Linked DNA regions of Mus musculus: regions 1, 2, 4 and 5 are each linked to region 3. A link is a contact called in public Hi-C, Micro-C, promoter capture Hi-C and targeted proximity ligation data. All regions are on one chromosome and are shown on one strand. The core of a region is the stretch at or near the end of the contact, and the rest is flanking DNA. Distances in the headings are between cores, read along the strand shown.

Region 1 (4,359 bases), core at 523-3,022, 510 kb before region 3:
TTTACAAGAGGTTTACTCCAGCAGTGAATTTTTCCAAGTGCCTTCCTTTAAATGATGGCCGGAGAAGTCATGGAAGAGATGGCTCAGCTGGGACAAGCACAGACTGCTCTTCCAGGAGTTGCAGTTGGAGCTCCAGAGCCCACATCAGCTAGCTCACAACCACCTCTAAGTCACTTCCTCAGGCACTTGACCCATGCGCGTACACACACCCACACACAGACACACCCATACATGAATTTTGAAAGCTTCGAAACTAAATCAAGAAGGCTTACTACATTGAAGTTAATCGCACATGCCTGTAATTCCTACATGCTGACTATTTTTGTCAACTTGACACTGTGGGCGGTGCCACCCCCGGGCTGGTGATCCTGAGTGCTATAAAGACTGAGAAAGCCACGGAGAGCAGGCCAGAAAGCAGCGCCCCTCCATGGCCTCTGCGTCAGCTCCTGCCTCCAGGTCCCTGTCCTCATTGCTTTTGATAATGAACTGTTATAGGGAACTGTGAGTGAAATAAACCCTTCCTTCCACTAGTTGCTTTTGGCCACAGTGTTTCATCACAGCAATAGTAACCCTAAGTAAGACACTGCTCTCTTGGGAGGTGGAGGCAGGAATAGTTCAAAACCAGCGTGCGGTACAAAGTAAATTCTAGGCTAGCCTGTACTGAGAGACACTGCCTTACCTAACCTGGCAAAAACAAAACAAAACAAACAAACAAACAAACAAACAAAAAACCCAGAGCTTTCCAAAACAGAGAGGGATGGGGGTGGGGGAGATCTCCCAGAAGGTCCCACAGTTCTACCAAAGACCGTCATGTAAGATGAACTGCAATGGCTGCAGAAAAAGCCCTGTTCTCAGCTTGTGTCGCTGTCCCTACAAAAGAAAGGCGTCTTTCCCTCTCTCACACTATCCTGTTTCTACCCCAACAGAGACCGTGGTGTCCCGGGGAGATCGCCAGGGTTCAACAAAAGATAATTGTACAATTCTTGGCCATGCCTGCGAGCTGTGGCAAGCGGTTACCAGATAGCAGCTTGGACAGCTGGTCCATGGGCTCCCGGCCACGAGAGGCATCTCATTCCGCACAGCTGGGGTGCGGGAGGAACCCGTGCAGGATGGGACGGGATGACACACCGATCAAGTGAATGGAACTTGGCCAAACAGACCAAAGCCTTTCAGAGTCTGAGGAGACAGGCAGGTTTCCAGGAGAAAGGCTTAAGGGCTGGGTGGGTTCGGTGGAGGCGAAGAGGGAGAAGCCGGCAGCTTTCAATTTCCGAGTTCTGAGGACTATGCTCCCAGCGCCCGGAGCTTAGCCTGCGCTCCCCGGAAGGAAACGTGCCGCCCCGACCGCCCATTCATTCACACTCCTACGCTCGCCTGTGCACGCGGGAGCCGCAGAGGCCACGCCACCAGGAGGCCGGCTGGAAGTGAACGCCCGCGTCTGTGCACAGGAGCGCATTTCGGCCTCAGCAACTATCTCTCCACGGCGGCATCCCTGCTCACCGCTGTCTGTATCTCAACACCCGCATCCCGACGCCCCACATCCCGATGCCCGCACTCCGACCAAACCCCAGCCACCTTACCGAGTGTGGCAGCTTGGCAGGCCCGGGCCCAAAGTTAACCACTTGCTTGGTGGCTTCCATGGTGCTAAGGCGACAGCAGGGGAAGTGGCAGGAGCAGAGACCACGCGAACAGCCCGCGTCTCCGGATGCAAAGGCAGAGCGGGCTTCAGCCTGCTGAGTCGGCGCTCCATTGGTTCGCTGTCTCAGGCCGCTCACTGATTGGCTCTCGCTCAGAAGCTCCCCTCCCTATTGGCCACGCTCACTATCGGAGTCTACGATCAATCAACTCCTCCTGGAGTTTAGAATTTCAATCGGCTTTAGCGGTCAACGCAAGAGAGCAGGGGATTGCACCAGCCACCCGCGTGGCGAGGTGCCTTCTGCCTTCGCGCACCTCTGGGCGCAGAGTCCCCTGCCCTGGCCTCTGAACAACTTCGAGGTGGCGCGCAAACCCATTGCTCCTGGCCCACCTCCAGCTGAGCTGGGCTATGCTGCATTTGTCCCAGAGCCAGTCCCCACTGTTCACCGGACTTTCCTAAGACCCTCACAGACACTCCGACGTAGAGACAGGACACTCAAAGAAGGAGGTGCAGCGTGTAGAAATGGTTGAAGAGTGCGGTCATAGGATTGTGACCTGGTGCACCTGATAATCCCAGCAGGGTAAATCAGGAGGATAGCTACGTGGAGGCCAGCCACACTACGTGGAGGGTCCCTGTCTCAAAAATCACATACGAAGCCTTTGTATTTGCACTTGCGCTCTAGCTCACTGCCCCACGGGTGGCTACGAACTTTGGGGGCAGCCCCACCCCACCCCTACCGCCACCCCCACCCTCATCGCGGACAGCCTCTTTCAAGTCGCTGAGTCTCTGTTCTCTCATTATCTCTTTCATGAACTGAGGAGCAGGAACCTGAATGTTGGCTCTTGTGCAGGAGGTCCTCAAGTTGTGAGGAGGTATTAACGGGAGCACAATATAGTCAGGGCCGGAGGAATGTGGCCCTGAGCCGAGCTGGGCACAGTGCCACATCTGTTCAAACTTTTCCACACAAGTTCCCTTTTCAAAGGAGTTGTGCTGGAGGCTCGCTTGAGATTCTGGAACAAGAAGGCCCCTTCTATGCTAGGGTAGTTCTTTTGAAGTCCAGAACATTTTAAAAGCATTTTTCCCTCTACTTTGCAGTTTCACCCAGATTCCTTTACTATGAAAACATTTTCCCAAGTTCTTTTGTACAATGGATGGCAGGAATAGGCACCGTGCCTACTGAGCGTTAATGCTGATCTCCGCATCTGTGGCCTCAGTTTGACAGGCGTGCAATTCAGCCTTTGAGCATTTGGGCTCTTGTTTGTTTCCCATAACCTGTAGAAGGGGTGTGGCTGTGAACAGAAACACTGCTTTGAGTCTGGGAGTAGTAGAGCAAAATTGTTAGAAAAGGCCGAATAAAGCCAGGTCCACGGCCTTCTTCAGCACCTTAGTTTAAAAACTTACATAGCTGGAGATAGGCGGTGTCTTACTGGGGAGGTAGAAGTAGAGGTAAGCCTTAAGTTCAAGGCCAGCCTGATCTACAGAGCAAATTCCAGGACAGCCAGGACTATACAAAGGAACTTGGTAAACTTTATTCACCTGATTTAACTGTTGTCTGGAGCTTAACTTAGGCCTAGTCCTGGAAGCTTCTGGCCTCTGTATAATCTAATCTAGACCCATAAAATTTTCAGCCTCTGAGATTTACTGCTCAATACGCTCACATTTTCTGGCTCTTTCCAAATTCTTGTTGGCTGGTTCAACTCCGCTGTTCTGGCTCAAAACTCCTCTTCAAGCCAGGTGATTCTATCTTGTTTCTTTCTCAAGCTCTCCTGAAATTCTCTGCTTGGCCTCATACTAACTTGGCAACCTACTCTAATCTCCTGGCTCCTCGTTCCCTGGCTTGTTCTGTCTTTACCTGTATCTAGCTTGTTTTCTCTTCAACCTGTCACTGTACAACTGTCCCAATAAGACTGCCTCCTTTCTCTCTCCCTCCCAGTCCCTCTCCTCTCCTCTCCTCTCCTCTCCTCTCCTCTCCTCTCCTCTCCTCTCCTCTCCTCTCCTCTCCTCTCCTCTCCTCTCCTCTCTGCTCTCTTTAGTAGCTTTCTTTCCTCTCCTTGTAAGAGTTGAACATATGGAGCCGGGCGTGGTGGCGCACGCCTTTAATCCCAGCACTCGGGAGGCAGAGGCAGGCGGATTTCTGAGTTCAAGGCCAGCCTGGTCCACAAAGTGAGCTCCAGGACAGCCAGAGCTATAAAGAGAAACCCTGTCTCGAAAAACCAAAAAAAAAAAAAAAAAAAAAAAAAAAAAGAGTTGAACATATTCTCCTCTGTCAAATCTTTCTCTGATTCATCACTTTGTCTGCCACTCAGCACTTTCAAACATGGCTGCTTCCTTCTATAAACCAGCTTTTAGTTTTAATTTTACTTTACTTTTTGGTTTGCTAACTTTTAGTTTTAACTTTACTCCCTTCCTTGTTTTGGGATTAAAAGTGTATACTAAGGGATGAACCACACCACACTGGAAACAAGTTATTTCAGTAAATAATACAAACTCCGGGGTTCACAGTGAGATCCAATATCCTGCAACAACTTGGTCTTTAAAAACAAGAAAAGAAGGGCTGGAGAGATGGCTCAGTGGTTAAGAGCACTGACTGCTCTTCCAAGGTCCTGAGTTCAATTCCCAGCAATCACATGGTAGCTCACAACCATCTGTGCTGGGATCTGATGTCCTCTTCTGATGTGTCTGAAGAGAGTGACAGTTTACTCACATACATAAAACAAATAAATCTT
Region 2 (4,829 bases), core at 72-2,571, 300 kb before region 3:
ACGTCCACAACTCCATCTGAGTCCTGGCATAGAGGCTGAATGTATGCATGCAGTGTATCACGGGGGTGGGGGGGTGGGGGTGGGGGTGGGGGTGGGGGTGGGGGATGGGGTGGGGTGGTGGTGGTGGTGGTGGAGAATAAGGCAAACCAGAGGAGAGACCTTGAAGTCCAAGACTTGTTTCATTCTTAAGTTGCAGCAATGGGTATGATCTTACATTGCAGCCCAGATCAACAGGAGCAGTTTATGAAAAGCATGAAATGTGGAGGCGCCCACTTCTATCTATAAAGTCAGGAAAAATAGTACGATTCTCCTCTTGATGTTTGAGACACACTGAATTGAATGAACCTTTTTTTTTCCCCAATACAACCTTGAATGAACAAGATATTTTCTATTTATTAGTAAACCACCTCAAATTAGAAGTATAAAAACCAAATAGAATTTTGCTCCAATGATACTAGTTTCTTCACTTTCTCCTATTTTATTCTCTCTCCCTCCCCCTTTTCTTTGCTACAAGGTCTCATACTGCTCAGGAAGCAATTCTCCTGCCTCAGCCTGTGGAGTGTGGAGTTTATGGGTGTGAGCCACCATATCTGTCTCTTTCATTTCATTCTGTACTACTTGGCGTTCTCCCAGAAGTCATCCTTAACTGTCACGGTGTAGAAGGGTCAATCCTACATTACCAGACTGTTTAACGTAGTGTGCTGGTAGGAAAACAGAAACCACCTCAGTGACCCGAAAAGTTGGAACGGATCAGGAGGCTCTTGGAAACTTGGGCAGCTTCTTTTTTTCTCTTTAGGATTCAGATTCCTATCTGGAGATAAGGAGGACAGTTCCGTCCACAGATCCCTCAGTAACCCCCAGAGAGCCAGTGACAATCCTTTCTCTTCCCTAGTAAAGAGCATCCCATCTTCTAAGATGGATCTTGGGTCAGAGGCCACTCGAGGCAGCTTCTTCCCAATGGCGTTTTAGAAATAGGAAAGGGCAGCCCGGCTGCAGAGAGGCCCGGAGCGCAGCGCGTGGGCTCCCGGCAGGGCTCCCGCAGCGCCAGCGGCCAGAGGGCAGGCCGAGGCCGCCATATTCTCGCCGACCACGCCCCGGCAGCCCAGCGGCAGCCGAAGGTCGGTGTCCGCCTGCCGGACCCGCTCCAACGGCCGTGACCGCCGCGCCGGAGCTCGCACAGAGGGAGGCGGCCGGCGAGCGGGGCGGGCAGTCGGGGGCGGGGCGAGGAGAGCGCGAGCTGTCCAGGAGGGGCCGCGGTCCCGCCCCTTGCGCTGTGCCCGCCCCCTGCGCCCGTCCTCCTCCTCCTCCTCCCGCCGCCGCCGCCCCCTCCCGGATCTGTGCTCCAGTTCAGAGAAAGGAGAAAATGTGTGTGTGTGGCGAGGGGGAGGGCGAGCACTGAGCAGCCGCGGCGCGCCTGGCAATCGGGCCGGGTGGGCGTCCGGCGGAGGCGGGGGCGGAGGCGGGGAGCGCGCGGCGGCCGGCTGCCCGGTTTGCGAGCGAGCCGAGTGGGCGCGGGCAGGCCGAGGGCGCCCGGAGCCGAGTCAGGCGGCGGCGGCGGCGGCGGCGAGGAGCGGGCGCGCCGGGCGCGCTGAGCCGTCGGCGGTCGCTCGCTGCGGGGCCGCCTCGGTGGATGAGCTCGGGCCGCTGGGCGCACAGCCTTGGGCAGCGTCGGCGGCGGCGCCTGGAGGGCCGCGCGCTCTCCGAGAAGGCGGCGTGTGAGCGCGGCGGGGCGCGGCGGCCTTTCCTCGCGCGTCCCAGGCTCCCGGCCCCGCTCGTTCCCGGCCCGCCTGGGCTGCGGGCCCGGCCGCCTCCTTTACCGCGGCTCCCCTGAGCTCGTCCCTGACGCGCGCCCGGGCGGCGGGGCTCCGCGGCCGCCGCTGCCTCGGGGGAGCGAGGGCGGAGGGCGTGTGTGCGCGCGTGTGAGCAGGGCGCCGGCGGGGCTGCAGCGAGGCACTTCGGAAGAATGACTCTGGAGTCCATCATGGCGTGCTGCCTGAGCGAGGAGGCCAAGGAAGCCCGGAGGATCAACGACGAGATCGAGCGGCAGCTGCGCAGGGACAAGCGCGACGCCCGCCGGGAGCTCAAGCTGCTGCTGCTGGGTGAGTGCGGCCCTTGGGCCCCGGTACCCCCCGCCCCGGCTCGCCGCTGCCCTCCCCACGCGCGTCCCCGGCCGGCACCCGCACCCGCACCCGCGCGCGCGCACCCAGGGGCCGAGGGCCGGGGCTCCCGGGCGCGGATCCGCGGCGTGCGCCTTTGGTGTCAGCTAGGGCCGTGCTCGGTGCACAGCGTCTGCGGGACGGCTGAGCGTCCGCGCGAGCGGCGCGGGTGGGCAATGGCGTGCAGTGCGGTGGTCGGCCAGCGTCCATTGTGGCGCGTTGTGGGGTGGAGAGGGAAGGGTGGAAACGGGGAGCAGACCCCGGTCTGGATTCTGCTAGGAAAGGTGCTGAGGAAGCCTTGGCTGGCGCTCCAATAAACCCGGGTTAACGTACTGGGCAGGGGCGGGGCGGGAAGACTAGCCCAAATGTGCTATACTGTAGCCACCAGGCCACTGACAGGAGTGACCCCAGAGAGTTGCATGGCCAGTGGATGGTGACAGGCGTCTCTATGAACCATTCCTTCCGGATAAAGATGAAGGATCCGGGAGTGTTGTACTGTGTGGTTGTTGACAGCAGACGGGTGTCTTTTGTTTAATGAGGCGACCCAGATGTATGCCTGAATTCACAGCAGTTTCTACTGGAAACCAGCGCAGCCTCTCAGTTACTCTCCTGGAAACAAACAGAAACCTTTTGTTTAAAACGGACATTTTAGTATCTTGCCATCTGGGCTCCAAGAAAAAACGGGAAGAGTGAGAGAAAATTTCCCTCTGATCGCGTTTAAAAAAACAAAACAAAACAAAACAACAACCCAACATTCTCCCTTAACATGAAATTAGCAAGAAAATGCTATTTTCAAATAGGAGCTATATTGATTATTATCTCCGAGAGAGTGTTCGGAATCAAGCGATCAGGGTCCATGTACAAGCTAGCATGACATAACTATTGCTATTGTGGTAGGAAGCAAGAACTGCTTTGCAGGAACAGGCCTGAAAAATGTCTGCACTTGTGTTTATTTGTTACCGCTTCACAAACATTTCTGTAAGAAAAGAATGTTGCATTGTTGGGATTTGAGAAGACACCCCCCCCCCCCCCGTTTTTTTCTTTTCATTTTTCTTTTTTTTGCTATCTGGAGCATTCCATGTGCTGGCTCCAAGAACCCATTACCTTGGGGCCTGGCTTGCTTATCGTCAGGAGCAAAATATCATAATCACACATGGTTCCCAATGCTGTTCCCTTCCCTTAACCAAGGTCTTTATATTGAAATCCAGTTAGGTAAATGTGCACATATAATGTGTTCATAAAGACTAGAAGGCAAGGGGCTGACTAGAAAGATGGGTTTCAGGGGGAATAAGCCAGAGCAATGGGGAAACTGGGTAAGCCTGTCCACCCTCATCATTTCTGTTTCTTCTCAAGGCTGAAAATGGAATGTCTTATCTTTTTTTTTTTTTTTTAATTGAGAAGGGAGAAGCAAGGGCAAGTGGGATAAATATATGTTGATCCAGTATACAATTAAGAGGAAAGACACGTGTTTTAGAGATTTTTCTCTTAGACCTGGCTTTTAATTTTCCTTTGTTTATAGTCTTCATATGTTTGTGTTTAGCTAGGAACAGGGCATTTGAGGTCTCATTGACCAAACTTATTTGCCTGAAATTTGACAGCTCCAGGTTTCCCAGCAGCTATGAGTTAGGTTTGTCAGAGGGCCTAGGTTTACATGCCTGAGAGGGGAATACACTTAGAGAGATGCTTAATTACATGCTGTGTATTTTAATAATATACCATGCTTTAAAAAACGAACGTGGAAGTGATTTCCCGAGGGGGAAACCCCCCCAGTTCTCCAGCTAAGAAAGTGGTAGCTGTAGGTGTGTGGCGGCCCTCCCGCACTGATTCTAGATGGAGCAGGGTTTAACCTGGCCCCACCTCACCCGTCAATGACAGGCTGTTGGAGCTGGTAGGAAACCTGCCACTTACTCAGCACCTACATCCACGAGCAACATTTAAAAACCATACAGTTCTCAGTCAGAAGCGGGCGCCCTGGACATCCTTAGCAACCACGGCTGCCCTCAGCCTGGAGGGGCTTCTTTCCCAAGTGCGGTATCCACACTGTTTGTGTAGTCATGATAGACATTAAGGGTAGACTTCTCTCTCTCTGTCTGGGTATGACTTTAGCAGGAAAATGAGTGTTGAATTGAACAAGGGAGCATCTGGGGGAGGGGCTCCTTCTTGGTGTGCTGCCTTGTGAGTAGTCTTCATTTCCTAGTTCTTTCATTCATTTTACCAACAGCCATCCAGAGGAGATCATAGAATGTATGTCATCACATTTTAAAGTTCTTTTTACATCTTTGATCTCTTATTTACATGGAGGGATCATGCTTGTGTTGAAGTTCTGTGTAAAATTGTTTTCAAAGTAAGTATTAACTCAGGGTTGACACTTAATGGGAAGGGTTTGTTCCACAGGGGTGCAATATATTGGTCACCTAATTATTTACTTATTAAAATATAGACGCATCACAAAACTGGTTATCTGACTAGATAATCAAGTGTGCCTGTAAAATCTGGGCTCTTTTGAGTCATTATCCATCAGTTAGGCCAGTGTGTTCCACATTTATTCTACAGAGCTTACACATTTTGATCTCATTCTTGAAGAATGATCTCTGACATTTATTTCATCACAGTCGAGAGTTTCATTTTAACTTAGTAACTTTTGTCTTATTCTATTTAGTTCCCTCATATTAG
Region 3 (4,293 bases), core at 41-2,540:
GGCTTTATCACTGAGCTACATCCCCAGCCCTGAGGTAGATGGTGACACCACGATGCTGTATGCAGGCTGTCATTCACCCAAACATCCTAAGGTGTTATTCATTGGGACATAATGTTACTCATAGATCACCTTAATGGATACATAATATTGTCCTATGTGGACCAAACATAGTTAATTTGGCTTATTTCCTGCTGTTGACATTTTACTCATTGAGTTTGTATTGTTAGCTGAAGATAGAGATCTTTGCTTATAAACCTGTGGGACTTCTTCAGCACCGTGTCCTATACAAGGAATACGGGTTTGATCAAATGAATGGGAACACTGAAGGGTTCCGGTAGGTACCAAGGGTTCCGGTAGGTACCGCCAAGTTCGCCAGGGACGATCTGTCAGGATCTGTTTTGGAAGGCTAGTAACTGGAGACTGAACAGGTCAGTTATTCCAGTTAACTTGGAATTCAGATTTGCTCTGGTTTTAATATCTGTGGAAGACTAAAAGCCGTGATTGAGATGTTAGTTTGAGGAGCCAATGGTGGTGTTCTCAACACCTGTAGGAGCTAAAGGGAAAAGTGGGTGACAGATTACAGAGAGAAAAAAAATCCAGAAACTTTCCAGTAGGGGACACTGTTGTCGTCAATTATGCTTGGAAGGATACTAAAATACAGGGCATTTTAAAGCCTGATTGGTCCGCACTTCTTAAACTGTAAAGTAAATAAGACTTAGCAGCCAGATAACATTAGCTGCCAAGTTCTTATATAATGACCACAGCGCCCCACTTCTGCTTCCATTGCTCTTCACGGAGGAAGAATTAGCGTCTGATTCCGTAACCGTGCACATGTCATATGCCAACTTGAATAGAAGGCAAAGAAGATTTGCTCTGGTCCCGAGGATCCCTTATCCGCACCTTTAAATCTGCACAGACAAAATCAGAGTAGTTTGCTTTGTGCAAACTTTGTGCATTTGAGTTGTCAGGGGTTCTTTCAGATTTCCTACATCCACACGCAGAGTTCCAGGAGCTGTCCCGAGGCGGCAGTCTGGCTGCAGGGCTGGGCAGGGAACTGGCCAGGTGTGCCGGGAAGGTGCCAACTCTTTCTACAAACAGAAGTCTTTTCCATCATCAAATGCAAAGCAGCCAGCCGTTTTCCTTCACCCCTCCAGTCCCTGGCCCCCTCATCCGGTGCCAGGAGGTAGGACCGGCTGGGAGGCGTTAACTAGCCCTTTGCTCTTTTGCCAGACCCCGGAAGGCAGCTGCAGTTCCTACGCCAGCCAGCAGGCCCATCTGCACTAGGCAGGCAAACTACAAGCTGACCCAAGGCTTGCACTAAGCCCAAATTGAGTTGTGGCATCCGGGAAGCAGAGGGAGCCAGTCTAGAAACCCCAAGTGTGAGCGGTGGAGAAGCTGGTGGGCAAAGCTCAGCCTCAGGTGGGAAAAGAGGCCTGAGCCTAGCTGCTGGCATGCGGTGTGTGAACGGGCTGCAGACGTTTGGCTCGGGTCTGCTAGTGCGCTGCCTCCACCCCTGGCACTGAGGCTGGGAGTTGACGAAACTCCCTCACCTGTCGGAACCCGGATCTGGCAGCGGGAAGGGGGCTGGCAGCCAGTGTCTGCTGGTTACAGCAAGCTTGGCAAGTGGCCCTGCCTGCACTAGGGCGCCACCGCCAAGGAGGCAGGTGTGAGACTACTCTGCGACCCAGCCTCTTGTTGCTATCCTTTGTCCCCAGGCACCGTCGGCTTGGGGTAGGACTTCAGGCAACTCCTGCAGCCTTGGCTGCAGGTTCGAGACGCTCCGCCCCCTCCTGTCACATAGAGCGGTCAGTGCTGGAGGAACCTTCCATTCCGCAAAAGTCTACGGGTTGAGGTTTTCGGAACTTTGCAAACAGGGACTAGCTGGCCCTTTATTTGCAAGCCAGGCCACACCTGCTGCTAGCCTGCGACACCCTACAGTCCCGGAGAGACCATTCTAGCAGCAGCACCGACGCCCCAACTTTTGATTCGCGGTGTGCGTTGCCTACCTGGGTACCCAGCTACAGTGTCCGGGGACGCACATCTTCTGGAGACAGCGCCAATCACACTGCCCAGTTCGCTCTTCTCTCCCTCCCAAGCGCGGGGTTGGGTGCCTGATCCCGGACCACACAAGCGCTCAGGACTCGCCTGACCTCGGAACTGCCTTCGAGAAAGCGTTAGCCTAGGAGATCCGAGCCTCTTTCTCCATACCATAGTTGGTTCAGGTGGTTTCCTCTTCAAACCTTGCGTCTGGCGCGGATAATCCGCGCGGCCGGGCGTTAAGCTCCAGGTCCCTGTCGCTCCGTCGAGGTGGCAAGCCATGGCCGGCTGCTGCTGTTTGTCTGCGGAGGAGAAAGAGTCTCAGCGCATCAGCGCGGAGATCGAGCGGCAGCTTCGCCGCGACAAGAAGGACGCGCGCCGGGAGCTCAAGCTGCTGTTGCTGGGTGAGTGGCCGCCTTTATCCAGCGCGCAGCTCTGGTGTTCTCGTCCCGGCTCTTTCCCGTCCCAACAAGCCTGCCGGGTGGCGTGCTGAGTTTCTCTATGTCCCTTCAGGGAACCGGTCTTTTTGCACCTGGGGAGCTGGGCCACCTTCGATCGTAGACTCCTGATATCTCAGAGCAGGCCAGGGCTCAACTCCTGGACCCTTGTCAGTTTCTCTCCCCCCCCCCCCAACCCGGGGCCTGCTCGCTTTTGCCCTTGGGCTCCCAGCAGGCGGCTGCTGCGGGAACCCCCAAACTTAGTTGTTGGTGGGTGGTGGGGAACGGCCTGCCTCGCAGTTTAGGTTCGGTTCTTGTTGAGGGTCTGACTGCAGGGGCCACGTGCAGCATAGTTTTTACCTGCCAGGTATGGTCATGGTGGGAAGGCTCTGTCCTCACTGTAGAGGAAACCCTAGAAACTGACAAACTGGAGAAAAGGGGAAAATGATAGCAAGTGCGCCTCGGAAGTGACACCCCTACTGCTATTCTCTCTTCTGACACCAGGACCTTCTGCTGATGACACCGGAGCCTGCATCAAGAGAGTAGCTTTAAGTCTCCCTTGGCCCACCTTAGTTTAACTTCAATGTCCAGGCTATCTCTACCAGTGCCTCCTTAGGCTTTTAGAAGGCCTTTGAAGAAGTGTTTTTAAAACAAAGAGAGAAGAGTTTAAAGTCTGATTAATTCCCCCAAGGCAAGGATCTCTTTCTTCTGGCCTGTAGAGTGTCATTCAGCCCCCATCCATTGTTGGACACTGGCCCTTTTCTTTCACCCCCATCCCCACCCCCAAAATAGCTGCTTGCATTTCCTCTGTCCTTTCAGGCTGGAGTCCTCTCTTTCACCATTTGTTTAATTATTTAATTAAGCAGTCCCTTTTGAAGACTGACTGAAGGAGAGGGCTTTTAGCCTGCACTGCCTTCACACCCGAGCAAGCCCTCCACTATGTAACTGGCTACTGCTGAGTTTAAAGGGCCTCCTTTGGTTTTCCTTAAACCTGCAAGTTCAAAGGGCTGACCACCCAGATTCCACACTCCTGATTCTTCTCTAAGGCCAGAGGAAAGTCCCTGCCAAAAGGACTCCTAGCTTACTATAAGCCAGTGAGGAGAGACCTGATTAGGGGAGTAAGCACCAAGGAAAGCTGTTTGCTGAGGCTGTAAAGACGCTGGGGACAGTAGCTTGAGGTCCACAGCTATACCTACGAGGTTCCTACAGTGGGTGGAGTGTGGGGTGGGGATGGGAAGGAAGGGCCACTTTCCACCCCTGGGGTCAGGGCTGTTCACCCAGACTTGGAATAGGCCTGGGAACTCTAGCTGAACCCTGCAGTCTGTCATCAAGTTCAGTTTGTCAAGTGTGGAGTATCACGTGAACACTAAGATGATTAACTATGCCTTCATTTGAGTTCAGATGGATACGGTCTCTTGTCAAGGGCAGACTAAACTTTAGTTCACTCGGAAATATTTAGATTCGTGTGAAGGACTGTTAGGACTATACTGAGGCTGGCCCCTTGTAAGGCAAATTATGTAGCAAGCCGAGCCATAGTGTATTACTAATAGGCCTCTTTGACAGACCTAGACATACAAATAAGTCACATTTAGCGTCAGTAACTGAACCCTCAGGCCTTCCTACCTCTTGTCCCACTCTGGCTCCCTGAAGTACTTCCTGTTCTTGTCTCCCAGCTGAGACTATCCATCACTATGGTGACAATTTTCCTGTTCACTTCCAAATCCTACGGAGCTAACGGAGCTTCAAGTATGGGCTTAAAAACCCAGGTTCCCTCCATCTAAAGATGGATTGTGGTGTAGTCCAGTTCTCAAGCTAAAGG
Region 4 (4,368 bases), core at 1,295-3,794, 420 kb before region 3:
TGCAGCCCATGGCCGAGTTGACGTCACGGGAAAGACAGAGTACATGTAGTGGTAAAATACCCTTGGCACATGCGCAGATTATTTGTTTACCACTTAGAACACAGGATGTCAGCGCCATCTTGTGACGGCGAATGTGGGGGCGGCTCCCAACACATTCAGTCCTAGTTATGGCTACTGCCTGCTGCTCTTATTCGGGTGTACAGAAATACAGAGAGAGAGAGAGAGAGAGACAGAGACAGAGACAGAGACAGACAGAGAGAGAGAGACAGACAGAGAGACAGAGACAGAGATGAAAACTGTGAAGTTTCCAAAGAGAAGGAATATGGATATGGGTAAACTTAAGGTTGTTGGACCAGGAGCATGCAGATAAAGAATCGGTAATTGTTAAAGTTCTTGATGCCATTAAAGAAAAACTCACACTGTCACTGGAGTAATGAGGAGGTACTCACATGGCAAGACCCCACCCACTGAAAGCTCCAGCCTGTAAGAACGGATACTCATTTGAAGGGAAAGAGCCTGACATGAGGATAACGCTGAAGGGATTTCCTGCTCAAAAAAACTGTTTCCTCTAAGACAAGCACACAGTGGTCCCTGAAATTTTGGTCCAAAGGCAGGTGTCTAAACATCTCATGCTGTTTGGAAAACTTGGTGTACTGGCTGGTTTTGTGTGTCAACTTGACACAGGCTGGAGTCATCACAGAGAAAGGAGCTTCAGTTGGGGAAGTGCCTCCATGAGATCCAGCTGTTTCTCAATTAGTGATCAAGGGGGAAAGGCCCCTTGTGGGTGGTGCCATCCCTGGGCTGGTAGTCTTGGTTCTATAAGAGAGCAGGCTGAGCAAGCCAGGGGAAGCAAGCCAGTAAGGAACATCCCTCCATGGCCTCTGCATCAGCTCCTGCTTCCTGACCTGCTTGAGTTCCAGTCCTGACTTTCTTTGGTGATGAACAGCAGTATGGAAGTGTAAGCCAAATAAACCCTTTCCTCCCCAACTTGCTTCTTGGTCATGATGTTTGTGCAGGAATAGAAACCCTGACTAAGACACTTGGCAGAGTTATCCAGATGATATGGATTTTGTAGAAATGAAGGATGAAAAGCATGGAGGTTAAAGAGGTTATGTCAAGGTTCCAGAAAGCCATTGAGACAGCAGAAGGGCCTGAAAGCTAGGATGAAGCTAGGATGGTGAACCCTAAGGTGTAATGGAGACCTCAGGATGATGGATAATGGGAAATGTTAGGACTGTCATAATCCATTGAGGAAAGCTTTAGACACAGAGTTGAACCAACCCATGACAGAACAAATAGGCTGTAAACAACAGCAGGAGGGAAGAACTACCCAAAGCCTTGCAAGCACAGATGCCATCATGACCTCAGATGCTAGACATGGAGCTAAGCAGTTACGTAATGACCTTGGTTCCCTGCTGTCTATCTTTGTGCATCTCAGAAAAGTAAGAGCTTCCAAGATATAAGCAGCTTAAGCCTGGTAACTGGAGAAATATTTTAAAAGTTCTCAATGATCTTGTTTCACCCTTTATTGTGTGACTCAGTCATAATTTTGGACAAATATTTTAAGAAGGAAAAGTCACTTTACTTCTGAAGACTAGAGCATACTCATTTGTGCAGCATCCAGAATTTAAATTCTTAGTATGTGAGTCAGGTATTCTGGAACATTCTTTTAACCCCAGCACTTGGAAGGCAGAGGCAAGTAGATCTTTTTGAGTTCAAGGCTAGCCTGGTTTACATATTGATTTTCAGAAAAGCCAAATGTACAAAGTGAGACACTGTCTCAAAAAATGAATACATAAGATAAATTCTTAGCATGTGGTGGTTCCAAATGTCATTTCTTCTTATTATTTTGGAGTGAATATAGGAAGATGACTAAGCAACTCAGCCTTGGATCCATGTAGCTTGTCCCTAGGTCTTCTAATTTATTGACACCCACCCTAACTTCCACCATGGAGCCTCGTGACTCTGGAAGAAAGTGAGTCACAGATGTGAGCCTAGCTCATGACTTTGTCTAGAGGGGCTGAGGTTAAAGATTTGGCATGGAGGGTGATCAGATTTTAAACAATGGCCATGTAAATAGACATGGAGACTGCAAAGAAAAAGAAAATAACTCAAGACCAAGAGCTGAAAGGAAACTCAGAAGGGTGTGCCATGCTGTGTCTTCAGGACTTGGGTTTACTTAATGCCCTTAAAGGAGTTTTGAGCATCTAACGGAACATATGCGTTCTTATTGACAGTATACCAAGAATGGGAAACAGATTGTCTTGGTTGGGTTTTGTCAATTTGACACAAAATAGAGTGATCTGGGAAGAAGGAACTTCAGTTAAGAAATTCCTTCTTCAGATTGGCCTTTAGGCAAGTCTTTGAATCATTTTCTTGATAGATGATTAATGTGGAAGGGCCCAGCCTGCTGTGAATGATATTACCCTTAGAGAACTGGTCCTGGGCTATATAAGAAAGCAAGCTGAGCAGACCAGTAAGCAGAGTTCCTCTGTGGACTCTGCTTTAGTTCCTGCTTCCAGGTTCTTGCCTTGATTGAGTTCCTGGCCTGAGTTCCTGCCATGGCTTGCCTCACAGATGGATTGTGACATCGAGCGGAAGATGAATAAATCAACCCTTTCCTCCCCGAGTTGTTTTGGTTGTGGGTTTTATCACAGCAATGGAAGCAAACTGGAACATAAAGCACTTCTCTGCCCTAGCTGCCTCGTCCACCTTCTGTTACCAAGAAGACTTTATGTTTCTCTTAGGCTCTTGCTAGCAGCAGCAAAGCAGTTTGGATTATACCGTCTGCAGGGATCCAGAGAAACAACTGCTCAGAAGCACGCTGATGCCGCCACAAAGAGTTCATTCTGAAATTTTTGTGTATCAGCCAATCCGTCAAAGTTCTGCCATGCTCTGCTGACCCTTCAAAACTTCGGAGTGGTCAGATGAGTGGGTTTGGATTAGTCCAGTTTTAGAAGTGTTGGCACCCATTCCACCCATCCTAGTGGAAGATGTCCCAGACCACAGCTGCAGAAAAGAGGAACTGAGAGTCCGTGTGAGGGAAGAAGGCTATCTGAAAGAGAAAAAAAAGGAAGGTGGGGAAGTTGGCACACTGTAACCTATCTCAGACTTTCATTTCAACAGAGGAGAGGACTTTTGTTGAGGGATATTAATTTCTACTCAGTGAATTAGTTAGAGAAAAATTCATTTTCGTCAAGTTCAGGGAATCTTTTTTCTCCTTCTTTGGTTATAGTACAAACTCTGGAGAGACAGTCTGAATATCATTAATTTACATGGGGGGTATCTACATAATGAAACCTTACCTTGTGCCCCATACATTTGCAGAATTTATATGTCAATAAAAATAAAAGGATAGAAAGGAAAATAGAAGATGTATTTCCTGCTTGAAAGAACCCATAACCCTTGAACTAATTTAATGTCTGCTGTGACTCACTTCAGAGACTTCTGGGAACAATAACTAAATGAAACAGATTCTAGGAGGTTCTGAGGGATAAGTGATTAATACTGGGGGAATTTCTCCAAGTCTGGGGGAAGCCCGACTGCATTAGAATATTGTTGGGCTCTGAAGGGATCATCAGCTTGTCCTGACTTGCCTAGGACATCCTTCACTTTGCTGTCCCAAGAGCCCAGTAAGAGTAGAAAAGAAATTGACTGCCAAGTATCCTCACTCTTCCTTTGAAATCTCAAGCAATCAAAAATGGAAATGGAAGAAACAACTCTGGTCTCTCCTCACCTGAGAAAATAAGGTTGACAATCATAATGAGTGTCATCACATGTCCTGGCAGGTGAGCATTCCCACCATGCCCTGCATGTTTTTGTTTGACTTTACATGCGGGTGGGATGCTGCATTTGAAAGTCTGCTTCTATGTAATGACTAGTGTCTTGCCTTTCTGCCTCCGGACAAAGCTGAGCCAACGAGCCAACAAGCCAATCCGTCCCCTTCCAGAGACAGTCCAGCTGTTCTGTTTCTAGTTGTTTTTACCCAAGGGTGTTTTGTCCCCAGGAAATATTTAACCATTGTTTATAAAAACCTTTTCTTGTCCCAGATAGGAGAGGTTGGTGCCCTATTGCCATCAAGAAGTAGAGACCAAGGATGCATGCAGATGAACATCTTACAGAGCACACTTCAACAACTTATCCACCTTTCACAGGAAAGAACTCTTACTCCAAATTTCAGTAGCCCAAAGACAGTGGAAGACCGTGTCTCACTTTCTTCTCTTCCATGTAGTTGTATATAGAAGCTGACCAGGGTATAAGCTATTCTATTTTTTACACGTGTCCTGAGTGTGTTGTTTACATGGAGAAGGGCAGGTAGCTTTAGTTAGGTCTCTGGGGCTTAGCCATGCTCTTACACATAGATTTTTT
Region 5 (4,657 bases), core at 1,803-4,302, 350 kb after region 3:
CACACACCTCCTCCAGCAAGGACGTGTGTCCTAATCATTCCCAAACAGTTCCACAAACTGGGGATCACCAAGTATTCACACATGCAGGCAACCATATAGACCTGCACACCCACCGCACACACATACAAGGAAACAACATTTTAGAAGTGAGGCTAGCAATGCTCAAGAGGATAGTGCACAGCTACATCTTGATACAAAACTGGTGATGGTGCAACATAACAGAGCCATTTCAGACATCAGTGTCAAGGTGTATTAGTTAAGTTTGAGGGGTGGATTCATGGGGGAGGGGGGACCATAATAAAATGCTCGAGACTGGTTCTTATAGACAAAGTAATACATTTGGCTCAGTTTTGCAGGCTGAAAATTCAAACAGCATAGCAGCAGCTATGGTGAAGATCACACACACACACACACACACACACACACACACACGAGAGAGAGACAGAGAGAGACAGAGACAGAGAGATACACACACAGAGACAGAGAGAAAGCTCACAAAAAGAAACTGAAAGCTAAGGTGAGAGGCCACTGTGCCTTGTTAGGCCTACATCTAAAAGATCCAGCACCTCTTATCAGTGCCAGACTAGGGGCTAAGCTTCCAACATAGAACTTTTAGGAGACACAATCAGACTTTAACCAAATCCTATCATTTCACTTCTCATAAAGTTACATATTTACTTACCACTCACAATCCCACTGCTAGGCATTTACTCCAAAGAAATAATTTATGTTCACACTAACACCTGATGCACCTTGCCCTTTAACTGCCAAAAAGGAAATACTGCAAAGATGGCAAACCTGTGTCTATAACAAGCCCTAACGTCCTGCATACATCACCTTGTCCTGCCATTCCCGTGCTTCTGAGCAGGACAAGGTGATGTATGCAGGACGTGAATGACGCATGGACGACTTCTCTGCATTCTGTTAAGAAGCCTGACTCAAGCCGCTACACAGAAGCTGAGTGTGATGGCACAGGCCTTTAACCCCAGCACTCAGGAACCAAAGCAAGAAGATTCTAAGTTCCAGGCCAGCCTGGGCTACATAGTGAAACTGGATCTCAAAAAGAAAAAAGCTACAAAGCCAAAGGATTCAGTTTATAACACTCTTAAAAATAAAAGCAAACCAGCAGACTGTGAACAGATAAGTAACTGCCACTCGAGGAAGAATCAATTACAAAGAAAAGAAGTGGGAATTTCCTAGGCTTATAATCTTTTTGTATCATTATTGAGATAGTTGAAACATTCTTAAGGTTTATTAAAACAAAACTATTCACAAGACTCAACTTTATTCTAGGTAAACTTTAAATACATAAATTTGGTGAATTATAGTTTACACAGCCTGCACCTTAAATGTACAAAACATTTCACTACAAATCAAACCACTGTTCAAGTAACGTTTTCTTGTTCATTTTATTGTTTTCATCTGTATGTATGAGTGTTTTGCCTGTGTGTATGTCTGTGCACTACACGCTTGTGTGCAGTGGCCCCTAGAGCCAGAAGAGAAAGGCAGATGCCCTGGGACAGATGATTGTAAGCTGTCATGTGGACACCAGGCTTGGATCCAAGTCATCTGGAAAGGTAGCCAGCGCTTTTCACCACTGAGCCATCTCTCCAGGTACCAGCTCAGATATTCTTCCAGGCTTTTTTTCTGAGCTACAGAGTTTTGTTATCCTCACTCTGCAACTGAGAAGCAGCGCAGACTAAGCAACTTGCAAGTACCTGATCTCAAAGAGGCTGTGCTAGCTCTTACAGATCAATTGCCCACGTTATCGTGGAAGAAGGTACCTAGCTACATTGAGGGCTTGTTTGTTTAATAAAACTAAATTACTTGTTTTCATTATTTCAAAAATGAGAAGGCTCAAGATAAACGAGAACTTTTAGAAAGTTTTAAGTAAGTACATTATCAGAGAATGCACACACTATTTACACAAATAATTAACCCTAACTTTGGCCTGGAACGTTCATTTCAAAAAAGGCCTCTACTTGCTAATAGCTACTTAAAATAAACAAGAGTCTAATGCAATACAGATGGAAACACTAAAAATAAGACACTGTATTAGGTAAATCATTGCAGTGAAGGGGTAGATGCAGCCCTTCCCATCTAAGCAACAGAGAGGAGTGCTCATCACGTCTTCGTCAGGTCCGAGAAACGGAAAGCCCAAATTACATTTTGACCGTCTGTTTTCCTGCATTTTCTTTTCGTTCTTTAAAAAAACAAAAAACTCAGGTCTTACAAACACCCACATTCCCACCTGGTCAGGCTGCGACCTGAAAACCTAAGTAACTCTGAGATACTCTGAAAGGGGCTTTCCTTTCCTTTTATTCCCCCTGTCATTTGCCTGTCCCAGCTAAGCAACACCCAAGTCCAAGTTCAGTGGCCGGACCGGAACTCGCCTAGAAAGCACGGTGAAGTGGGGCAGGGAAGGGACGAAGGGTGTCTTCGCGGACGGCGCCTGGTCTTCACGTGCAAGTCGGCGTGCGACTCCCCGTGGGCTCGCCGGAGCCTTCCTGACAGCCCGGGGCCAAACTGCCAGGGATGCCTCCCTTGCCCAGCGGAGGCCAAGGGTCACCAGCACCCGGCCCCACCGGGACGCGAGGCTTCAGCCAGCGCCTCCCCCAACCTCACGGCTCGCGCCGCCCGCCCGCCCGCCCGGGAACCGCCGCCCCGCTTTACATAACTTGAAGGGCGAGGCGGGCAGCTGCAGGTGGCGGCGCCGGGCTGGCCAAGGACCGAAGCCACGAGAAACCGCGCCGCCGTCTCCCGCGACCCTGGAGCGGCGACCCCGTTACCTTTCCAAATGCCCAGGGAGAGCTGGGACTCGTCCAGGTTCACCACATAGTCTCCCAGGAACCGGTTCAACACTTCCACGACCACCGACTCGAATACCATTTTTTTTCCTCTCTGCCGCGGAGGGCACCGCGGCACTACCCGGGCTGCTCCTCCCTCGAGACGGCTCGGCTTACCGGCTCCCGGCCCGCTCCAGCTACGGTGCGGGTGCTGCCGGGTCCCCTCAACCCGACCGCGAGCCCCACAGAAGGAAGGTAGCCGCTCGCACCACGCGTGCGCAGCTCGGGCTGCGCGTGGGGGCGTGACCGACGCGGAACTGGAGGCGCGGCCGGGAGCGAGAGTGAAGGACGGCGGCTGCGCAGCCGCGGGCCCGCCCTTGCCCGCGAGCGGACCGCCGGGCCTCTCCCGCCGGCCGCGCCTCCTATCCGTCGCTTAGCAACAGAACACCAGTCGAGCGCTGGAGACCCCGCCCCGGAATGATTCTCCTTTTTACCCGCAGCGAACTTTCTCTAGGAGGCGGGGCGTGATGATAACCGACAGGAACGCCGCTTCCGAAAGAGAAAACTAAGATCGCGGGATCCAAAGAGTGGAGAGTGTACAGCTTGGTGCGAGGTTGCGGGAAGTTTCCTGAGGCAGTTTCCCAGGACGCTTTTCCCCCATTATTACCAGTTGTGAGGTTCGGCCAGCCTTGGTGCTTGGGTACTTCCTGACGTTCTCCCTTCTCCTGGCAAGGATGCGAACTGGCCCTTCAGTTGCCTTCCCTTACTTCCTCAGCTACTAATCTGTGCTGAGGAGGGGCGAGGGAGAGTAAAGTTGGGAGATAAATTCCAAGTTCTTAATGTGCAACTGCTCTTGGCACCTTTTTCCGGTCAAATCATTTATGTGAAAGCCGCCAGTCATGTTAAAGAGTAGCACGTTTGAGTCAGTCCGGAGACAGCAGAGAGCCTGCCAAGAACCAAGAAAGACACCTCTGAGCCTTAGTGGCCAAGCTAAAATAAGTAGTGTCTCCGCTCCACGCTTGGACTTAGAGAAAATTGGTCCCAAAGTCCTGAGGTCACAAGACAGAGGTGCAACTTACAGAACCGACATTAATCCTCTGAGGATTTCAGAGGCAGCAGTACACTTTCAACTTTCTCTTCGCAAGGCACATCCTGATTTGGCACTGAGTGTATTTTGTGCATAGTCATCAAGTATCTCAAATTTATTTCAGAAAAAAAAAAGAGCAAAAATAGTGTAAACTTTTTTAAGCTTTTAAAGAATATATTAGCATATATTTTACAAAATAATGGGTTTCATTATAACATCTTGATAAATGTGTATATTTTGGTCGTTTATTACCCATGACTCTTTCTTGTCCTATTGACTGATTCCTTCTTCCCAAATAGGACCCCTTCTGTTTTCATGGATTTTTCTATCAAGATTCTAAACCTTCATCCATGTTGGTTTTTTTTAATGAGTTTTTATTTAGCACAATTTTAAATTTCATTTGTGTGTGTGTATAAGTGTTTTCTACATCCGTACCTGGTACCCTCAGGAATAGCTCTCTGGTTATTGGCGTTACAGGAGGTTGTGAGCCTCCATGTGGGTGGGTGCTGGCAACGGAGTTCAGGTCCTCTGAAGCAAATGCTATTAGGCAGTGTCGTCTCTTGAGCCTATTCTAAAATTTGATCCCAGAGAAGATATAAAACACTGGACTGCTTCTCCTATGGTCCCCAAGGACAAACGCAGATATGATTCCATCAAAGTTCACGTTGGAGAACCAATGAGTTTGTTGGGCTTCCTTAAAGAGCATATCTGAGGACTTCGTTATGGGAGTGTGGGTGTGGGAAGTACTTACCCAACAGGGATGAAGGCTTCTCCATTGTAGCTT

The links. Promoter capture Hi-C pulls out the DNA fragments that hold promoters and counts their contacts. Hi-C and Micro-C count contacts between places; a contact is called where the count stands out from the background.
Region 1: a targeted proximity ligation map of pancreatic cancer cells shows a contact between it and region 3.
Region 2: a Micro-C map of embryonic stem cells shows a contact between it and region 3, with 2.3 times the contacts expected there. A contact is called at or near these places in 4 of 39 promoter capture datasets (embryonic stem cells, hippocampal neurons and liver), 12 of 484 Hi-C or Micro-C datasets (the N1E-115 cell line, Sertoli cells, cerebral cortex and 4 more), 12 of 130 datasets of targeted methods (bone marrow-derived macrophages, craniofacial prominence, embryonic basal ganglia and 8 more) and 3 of 9 other capture datasets (adipose tissue, embryonic stem cells and liver).
Region 4: a contact with region 3 is called in a Hi-C map of bone marrow-derived macrophages, with 15 read pairs. A contact is called at or near these places in 3 of 39 promoter capture datasets (cranial neural crest, embryonic stem cells and neural stem cells), 1 of 484 Hi-C or Micro-C datasets (bone marrow-derived macrophages), 1 of 130 datasets of targeted methods (stem cell-derived neural progenitor cells) and 2 of 9 other capture datasets (adipose tissue and macrophages).
Region 5: a promoter capture Hi-C map of the HPC-7 cell line shows a contact between it and region 3. A contact is called at or near these places in 7 of 39 promoter capture datasets (the HPC-7 cell line, HPC-7-derived erythroid cells, cranial neural crest and 3 more), 8 of 484 Hi-C or Micro-C datasets (the HPC-7 cell line, the N1E-115 cell line, embryonic stem cells and 3 more), 1 of 130 datasets of targeted methods (astrocytes) and 1 of 9 other capture datasets (liver).

Annotation. Positions count from the first base shown.
Region 1 is chr19:15,923,287-15,927,645 of GRCm38.p6, forward strand. Psat1 (phosphoserine aminotransferase 1) reads right to left here and starts at 1,773. Exons shown (of 9, transcript NM_177420.2): 1 at 1,578-1,773. The coding sequence starts at 1,637.
Region 2 is chr19:16,131,363-16,136,191 of GRCm38.p6, forward strand. It overlaps Gnaq (guanine nucleotide binding protein, alpha q polypeptide), which reads left to right and starts at 1,322. Exons shown (of 7, transcript NM_008139.6): 1 at 1,322-2,099. The coding sequence starts at 1,964.
Region 3 is chr19:16,434,377-16,438,669 of GRCm38.p6, forward strand. It overlaps Gna14 (guanine nucleotide binding protein, alpha 14), which reads left to right and starts at 1,291. Exons shown (of 7, transcript NM_008137.4): 1 at 1,291-2,441. The coding sequence starts at 2,318.
Region 4 is chr19:16,012,842-16,017,209 of GRCm38.p6, forward strand. No RefSeq gene overlaps it. Among named protein-coding and RNA genes, the nearest start is that of C130060C02Rik, 30 kb to the left of the region's middle.
Region 5 is chr19:16,777,881-16,782,537 of GRCm38.p6, forward strand. Vps13a (vacuolar protein sorting 13A) reads right to left here and starts at 3,053. Exons shown (of 72, transcript NM_173028.4): 1 at 2,790-3,053. The coding sequence starts at 2,889.